Regions from separate parts of the Canis lupus genome. Here region 2 is linked to region 1. The links are chromatin contacts, called in public Hi-C maps. All regions are on one chromosome and are shown on one strand. Each heading gives the region's core, a stretch centred on a gene start, on an enhancer-like site or on the middle of the called end of the contact. The rest is flanking DNA. Distances are from core to core; before and after follow the strand shown. Region 1 holds the start of DAPP1 (dual adapter for phosphotyrosine and 3-phosphotyrosine and 3-phosphoinositide). Region 2 holds the start of TRMT10A (tRNA methyltransferase 10 homolog A).

What was found. Hi-C and Micro-C count contacts between places; a contact is called where the count stands out from the background.
Region 2: a contact with region 1 is called in a Hi-C map of blood, with 2.6 times the contacts expected there. The contact joins the promoter of TRMT10A here to the promoter of DAPP1 in region 1. A contact is called at or near these places in 3 of 9 Hi-C or Micro-C datasets (amygdala and blood).

The regions. Positions count from the first base shown.
Region 1 is chr32:18,116,487-18,119,643 of UU_Cfam_GSD_1.0, forward strand. DAPP1 (dual adapter for phosphotyrosine and 3-phosphotyrosine and 3-phosphoinositide) reads right to left here and starts at 1,640. Exons shown (of 10, transcript XM_038582040.1): 1 at 1,182-1,640; 2 at 346-481. The coding sequence starts at 446.
Region 2 is chr32:18,311,092-18,314,248 of UU_Cfam_GSD_1.0, forward strand. It overlaps TRMT10A (tRNA methyltransferase 10 homolog A), which reads left to right and starts at 1,716. Exons shown (of 8, transcript XM_038582051.1): 1 at 1,716-2,308. It overlaps MTTP (microsomal triglyceride transfer protein large subunit), which reads right to left and starts at 2,444. Exons shown (of 18, transcript XM_038582043.1): 1 at 2,318-2,444.

The sequences.
Region 1 (3,157 bases), core at 390-2,889:
TTCTGAACAGCACTTTTATTCATAAACCAGATCTGCACCAAGGAAACCAAGTAACATCGACTCATACATCTCAATCCTGTTCCTAGTCTCAAAGAATGCCCAACATTTGATTTTTGTCCCATTTTTTCTGCTTACATGTTTTCACTCTTGGGAAAATACTATATGCCTTTAAAATGTGATTGGCCCCAAGCAGAAAGATGCCTAACAGACACAAAGGGGTGAAGTGGAAAGCGAAGAGGACTGAGACGGCAAGGTGCTGAAGATAGTCAACCGAAGTGAACATCTGGGAGGGAATTGGGAGTCAATGGTCACCCAAGAAGTACTTTGAAAAGACTTGCTTCTTACCCCAATTCCTGAAGCAGCTCAGCATCTCCATCTGATCTGCTCCACAGATCTGAAGGATCCTGGGTGCTCATCTTCCCTTCGAGAGACTCTGCTCTGCCCATTCGCGCTCCTCACGTCCCCCAGCCCCTGCCAGTTGCTATGGGAAGAGGCAGAGAGAGAGAGAGAGAGTTGGGTCTACTGCTCCTTGCGCTCTCCTCCTCTGAGAGAGAAGCCTGCTGTGGCTGGGCTCCAACCAGCAAGGAAGTGAAACTTGGGTTACTCCTCCCACTGACACTCACCACCCTGGCCCTGAGGCACGGGCAGGAGTCTTCTGTCAGCCAGGAAGTATGCAAACGTAGGTAGCTACTCTGAGGGCACCCACGCTGCATCATGCAACATGCAGTTTCTGTCAAAGGAAAGTAAGATGAAGTCACCCCAGCTGGGCTTGGACTATCCATCCATTCAGGCTCCTTTGGCAAGGCCAAACATAGTTTCTCCCAGGTGCTATTATCAGCCCTGGGAGAAGAGGGTACAGGCACCCCCATCTTCCATCTCATGCGCCAACGCAAGGGGCTCCGAGGAAGCTTCTGTATCAGGAACATCTTTACGGCGGGTGTAGAAATCAGAGTCAAACCATTAGCCTCGATCCTCAAGTCTGGTTTTTAGTGCCTTCTCGATACTTCTGCCTTGATTACCCAAGCTTTTCAACATGCCCGTGGCATTCAGACTGGCAAGATTCAGAGACAACTGCTGTTTTCTCTGAGGAGGAAGGATGGGGTGAGATGGCAGGAGAAGTTGGAGGACCAGCCTGGTGCGGGGAGCCTGGGAGCCCCCCCTCCTTCACTGGGCTTACTCACCGCTGGTATCGGTGCAGCAGAGCAGCCCGTCTGCCTGCAGGTGCTCCAGGGAAACTGCAGCAATGCTGAGTGTCTGGGAGTCGGACGAAGTGGGGTAGTAAATGAACAAAGAACATGTGTGGCTTCCCGCCTTCTCTCTCTATTTACATGCAGGAGAGAATGTGCTTCTGGATTCTTTCCCTTCTCTCTATCTCTCTTACCCTAACTCACTCAGGGGTCACCGGGGTGCTCTGTAACCCAAGGCCAGCAGCATTGGCATGACTAGGGGCTTGTCGCAATGCAGAGCTTCTGTCCCAGCCAGTCCGGACCAGCATCTGCATTTAAACAAGATCCCCAAGGTAACTCCCGTGCCCGTTCAAGTTTGAGGAGACTGCCTTGCAGGATGCCAGGACAGAGGAGCTGTTCCTAAAGCAGAGGATCTGCATCTGGCACCATTCCGCCTTTCCTTACGGCTCTTCCCTTGGGAAACGTACAAGGGAGGTGGGGGGGTTGGGGTGACTGGGTGACAGGCATTGAGGGGGGCACTTGACGGGATGAGCTCTGGGTGATATGCTATATGTTGGCAAATTGAACTCCAAAAAAAAAGAAGAAGAAAAAGAAAAGAAGAAGAAAAAAAAAAAAGAAAAGAAAAGAAAAGAAAAGAAAGAAAAGAAAGAAAAGAAAGAAAGAAAGGAAAAGAAAAGAAAATCTTTGAAATAAAAAAAAAATGTTTTCCCTCGTGTTCCTGTTTGTCAGTGATTGGGGAGACCCTGGCTTACTTTGATTGTGTGGGAGAAATTCCTGATGTCTAAACACAGCCTGGGGGAGAGACTAAGCTCTGATAACACTCTTGTAACTGATTGTACGTGAACATTTACAATTCTTTTTGCTACAGCGTGGACGGAGAGGAGCACAGGGTCCTCTTGCAACAGACGCCAGCCCCGGCCTGGGAGGTGCTGAATGTACATTTGGCAGAGATCGGGGCATCTGGGCAGAGATTTCCTGTTCTCTTTCTAGAGCTTTTTGTTCAGTGTTTCAGTATCTATCTTGTTCCCATTTTAGCAGATTCTGGTTTTTCTTTTACTTAACCTCTCCTCTCTCTCTCTCTCTTTTTTTTTTTTTTTCAGGAAAGAAGCAAAGCTTACTAATATCACCCTCTTCCCATTTTCAGTCTTCCTGCCTTCCTCCTGTTCTCATTTTGCTACCCCATTGGTGACCTTCTCCTCTAATGTCATTCTTTCTGTCACTTACCCCGTTTCCCCCAGGCAGTCTCCTTTCCCTACTACCCCCCTGCTCCACTAACTACACATTTAGCATTGGAGCAGTACCAGCTGCTGCAGCATTACCACTTGGATTCAACAAAATGCTGGGTAGTCGTCAAAATACTGGATAATATATTTAACAATAGATTGTTTAGATATTATACACACATAAGCATATATACATATGTGTGTATATACATACACATATATATATACTTCAAGAAACTGCAACTTTTGCTTCCAAACAAATAGGAGGTATATATATATTTATATAATTTATATAATATATTATATTATAAATATAATAAATAAATTATAAATATAAATATTATTTAACTTACTTCAATATTCTTTTAACTTACTTCTTTTTTAACTTACTTCAATATTCTTTTCAATAGTAGTGATTCCTAGCACTAAATTCTTTCCATGTGGGTTTTGAACATAGAAACGGATACAAACAACCAAGCTGTTTTAACAATTCTGGAACATCTTATGCTTTGTTGGAAACATTTTTATTTATCAAGAAATCTTGGGCCTTTATCAGAATGACTATCACATCCAAACCATCAATTTTCTTATAAAGAGAAATTTGGGGAGAGTTATTGTGTCTAGATTTGAATTTCTTTATTAGAAGAACGGGTTTCTAGGACTTGAGACTCCTCTAAGGAGGACTTAAAAAGAATGACTATAGTTGAAGATCCTTTTCGATCTTACCCTAATTTATTTCTCTCTACA
Region 2 (3,157 bases), core at 466-2,965, 190 kb after region 1:
CTTTTCTCCCAGATAGTTTCTCACATTTCTTACCTCCTAGTCCTCATAGGCTTATAGGTTTGCAACCCTAGAACTAGTATGTCTTTGATTTCAAACTCTTATTTTGGCTTAAACCACCATATAAGTGCTGATGATTTCTAAATCTCTATTTCTACTTAAATATCCTGCATACTCCCTAGGACCCATGTATTCAGTATCAAATTATTATTTTTTAATAAACCTAATTTTCTTCCACTATTCTTTAAATGACCCAGTTTAACATAATTACATTCCTACAGTTGTCCAAATTTTTAAATACCCTTAGGGTTCTTCTTTCTTCCTTTTTTTCTCATCCTACCCACAGCTTTTCAATCATGTGTCAAATTATGACATGTCTTTGCTTTTACAGCTCTCAATATTTTGAATACCTTTCTCTTCTTGATATCTCGAAAACCACTTGCTTTCCGAGATGAAGCAAAATTAATTTCTAAAACTAAATCTCCTGTCTCCAAGAGCAGTTAGTGTCTCCTTTCCATGTATAGGCATCTCAAGCACACTGTACATTGTAAGGGTATTTATTTACAGCTGGCTCTCTCACCAGTTGATGGATTCTTACAAGGACAGAGATTATGATTTAGTTATCTTTGCATCAACAGTACTAAGACAAAAACATGAACTCAATGAATGTGTCTCATGAACAAATACATGAAGTTATACAATTCAATGAAAATAAGATTATTTCCTATCATGAATTTACTTTCAAGTACAGTCTATATTATACTTCAATTTCTGATTAAATCTCCCCCCTCTTCTTGCTGGCACTTTTCTTGGTGCTTGCTTTGTACTGATAGTAGAACCACTTAAATATTTGTACCTGTAAAAGTTAGACTGTAAAGTTAAAGTGGCTGTATCAAAAGAAAACTTATTGGCTCCACGATGACAATATGAATTTTTAAGGTAACTTCAAAAATTCTGCTTTAAATATATAAGGATGCCAAATATTAACACTGAAAAATATGTAATTACTCATAATCAGAATCCTGAGAGGCACTGAACAGCTGCTGAAAAATATGGCATGTCACTATGCCAGCTTGAGTTTAATGACCTACATGTGAAGGGCTACATATCCAATTACTAATCCTCCCTCAGCTACTCTTTAGCCTGATATAGAGGCAGCTGAAAAAAAGATGCCCTACTAACATCAGAAATGGATCCAGACTTTGTTGTCAATGTTCAGCCAGGAGATCTTTTAGATTTAAGACGAGGAAGAAATAGGGAGTGACCCACAACAATGTTATAGCTGACACAGCTTTTCAAGTAAAATTTGAGGGTTTAAAGCAAAAATGATTTCAGTTTTCTGACTAGAGAACTCAAATCCTGCATTTAATTTTGTTTATTAAAACCTTTAAACAGGCTCAAATATGTTTTCAAATATCAAGAGTAATTTACTTCACAATTCTTCCCGTACCAATGTGGCAGTCTTCTAATTCATCCACTCAAATCTCATTCTTATCTTCAAATTCCGTAGTAATTACCTATTAGAAGTAGGCCAAAACAAAAGCTAAATAGAAAACGACAGTCTACTAGATTATGTTTCAGTTGTCCCTCAGTTGACTTGCTCTATATATAGCAAAAAAGATCATATAAGGTCATGTATTAGGAACAATGAAATGTCACATGATGTTTTGCAAAACAGCATAGGAAAAACAGTTCAAGGAATGAATGGCGAATAAGATTTAGGACTATAGTTTTAATAAAAACGTTTAAGCAGTCTAGATTTAAGTGCATCTTACTGCGAGTTTGACTCCTTCTTAAAATTCGATTTTTCATTTGAGTCGCGTGCAACCGTGTGATACCGACAACTTTCTTCTGCACACATTATAGTTTAGGCACAGCTATGCTTTCCTTTCATCTCATCATCATAGAGAATTAAAGAGCCCTCCACCGTGGACTCGAATTAAACATTTTTAAGAGTAAGTGTGTCTTAACACCGCCCTCGTCCCCAAAGGAAGATATAAATGAACACGTGCCTGCAAATACACACTTGCTTGGAGGTGGAAAAACAGACATCACCGTAACTACCCCTCACCCCCACTCCAAAAACTCCAACTCCGCCCAACATGAACTCCCTCCCCTTTCTTCCACTGCGGGTCCAAACGTGGCGCAGTTCGATGACGTAAAGGCGTAAGCGTCGCCGTCTCCTACGCGTAGCTACCGTCCCTGCCTCTGGGAGTTGAAGTTCCCTAGGGAAGATTCGTGAGCCGTAGCAAGACCACTAGGAGAAGGCTCTGTGTTGGTGCTCTCGGTTCCCTGACAACTCCTCAGCTCGGTAAGTCACCTGGCACTGCCGCTGGCGTTTGCCTACTCTCTGGTCTTCTCTGGGCGCAAAAGAGGCTCTTGCAAGTGCCAGCCTCCACTAGCCACACGGCTTCCGGGGGACAGGGGAGTGGGGCTGTGGAAGCGGCGCGACCCAGTTCGCAGAGGAAGTGATGTCAGATAGAGCGCGTCCCCGGCGCCAAGCAGCTCCCTGATTGGCTGGCTGCGGTTTAATCCCTCCTCCAGTGCGTCCGTAGGCGGGTGCCTGGAGGCGAGAGGGAGGCGAGGCCCTACCCACGCGCTGTGGGGGCGCCTCCGGTCGGCGTTTGTTTGGGGGTCGGGATCCGGTCCCTAGTGTATGAAGAGTGTGAGTTTCCAAATAATGAAGGGAGAGGGAAATCTAGACTCTGAGAGGCTGGAGGACGAGCTGTGGTTCTGCCACTTGGTGGCGAGAGACCGTGAGCAGCCGCTTTAGGTTTTGCCATCGGCCTCCTCTCCTTTCTCCGACGAGGGAGGGGCTGGCTGGGCGCCGTGTGCCCTAGAGGCCCGCCGAAAGGTGCTGCAGGTGCTGTAGGCCCCATGGTGGTGAGCCCAGGATAGTTTTTAAGGAGGACCGAGGCGTTGATTTCAGTGAAATGTTTAAAGTGTTAAAATTCGGCAGTTTTTCTGGAGCTATACAGAGGATAGCAGCAGACGACTTTCTCCCTTTTCGTTTTGGTTGTTTTTCATTCTTCCCCATCTCCCCGGGTCCCAGCCTGATCCTCCCACGGGGCCTGACGGCTGAATCAGGCGCTTCCGATACTGCGGGGACGGGGCCGGCGCCTTTCAAAAAGGTTTTTGTTTTTTGTTTTTGTTTTTTTTT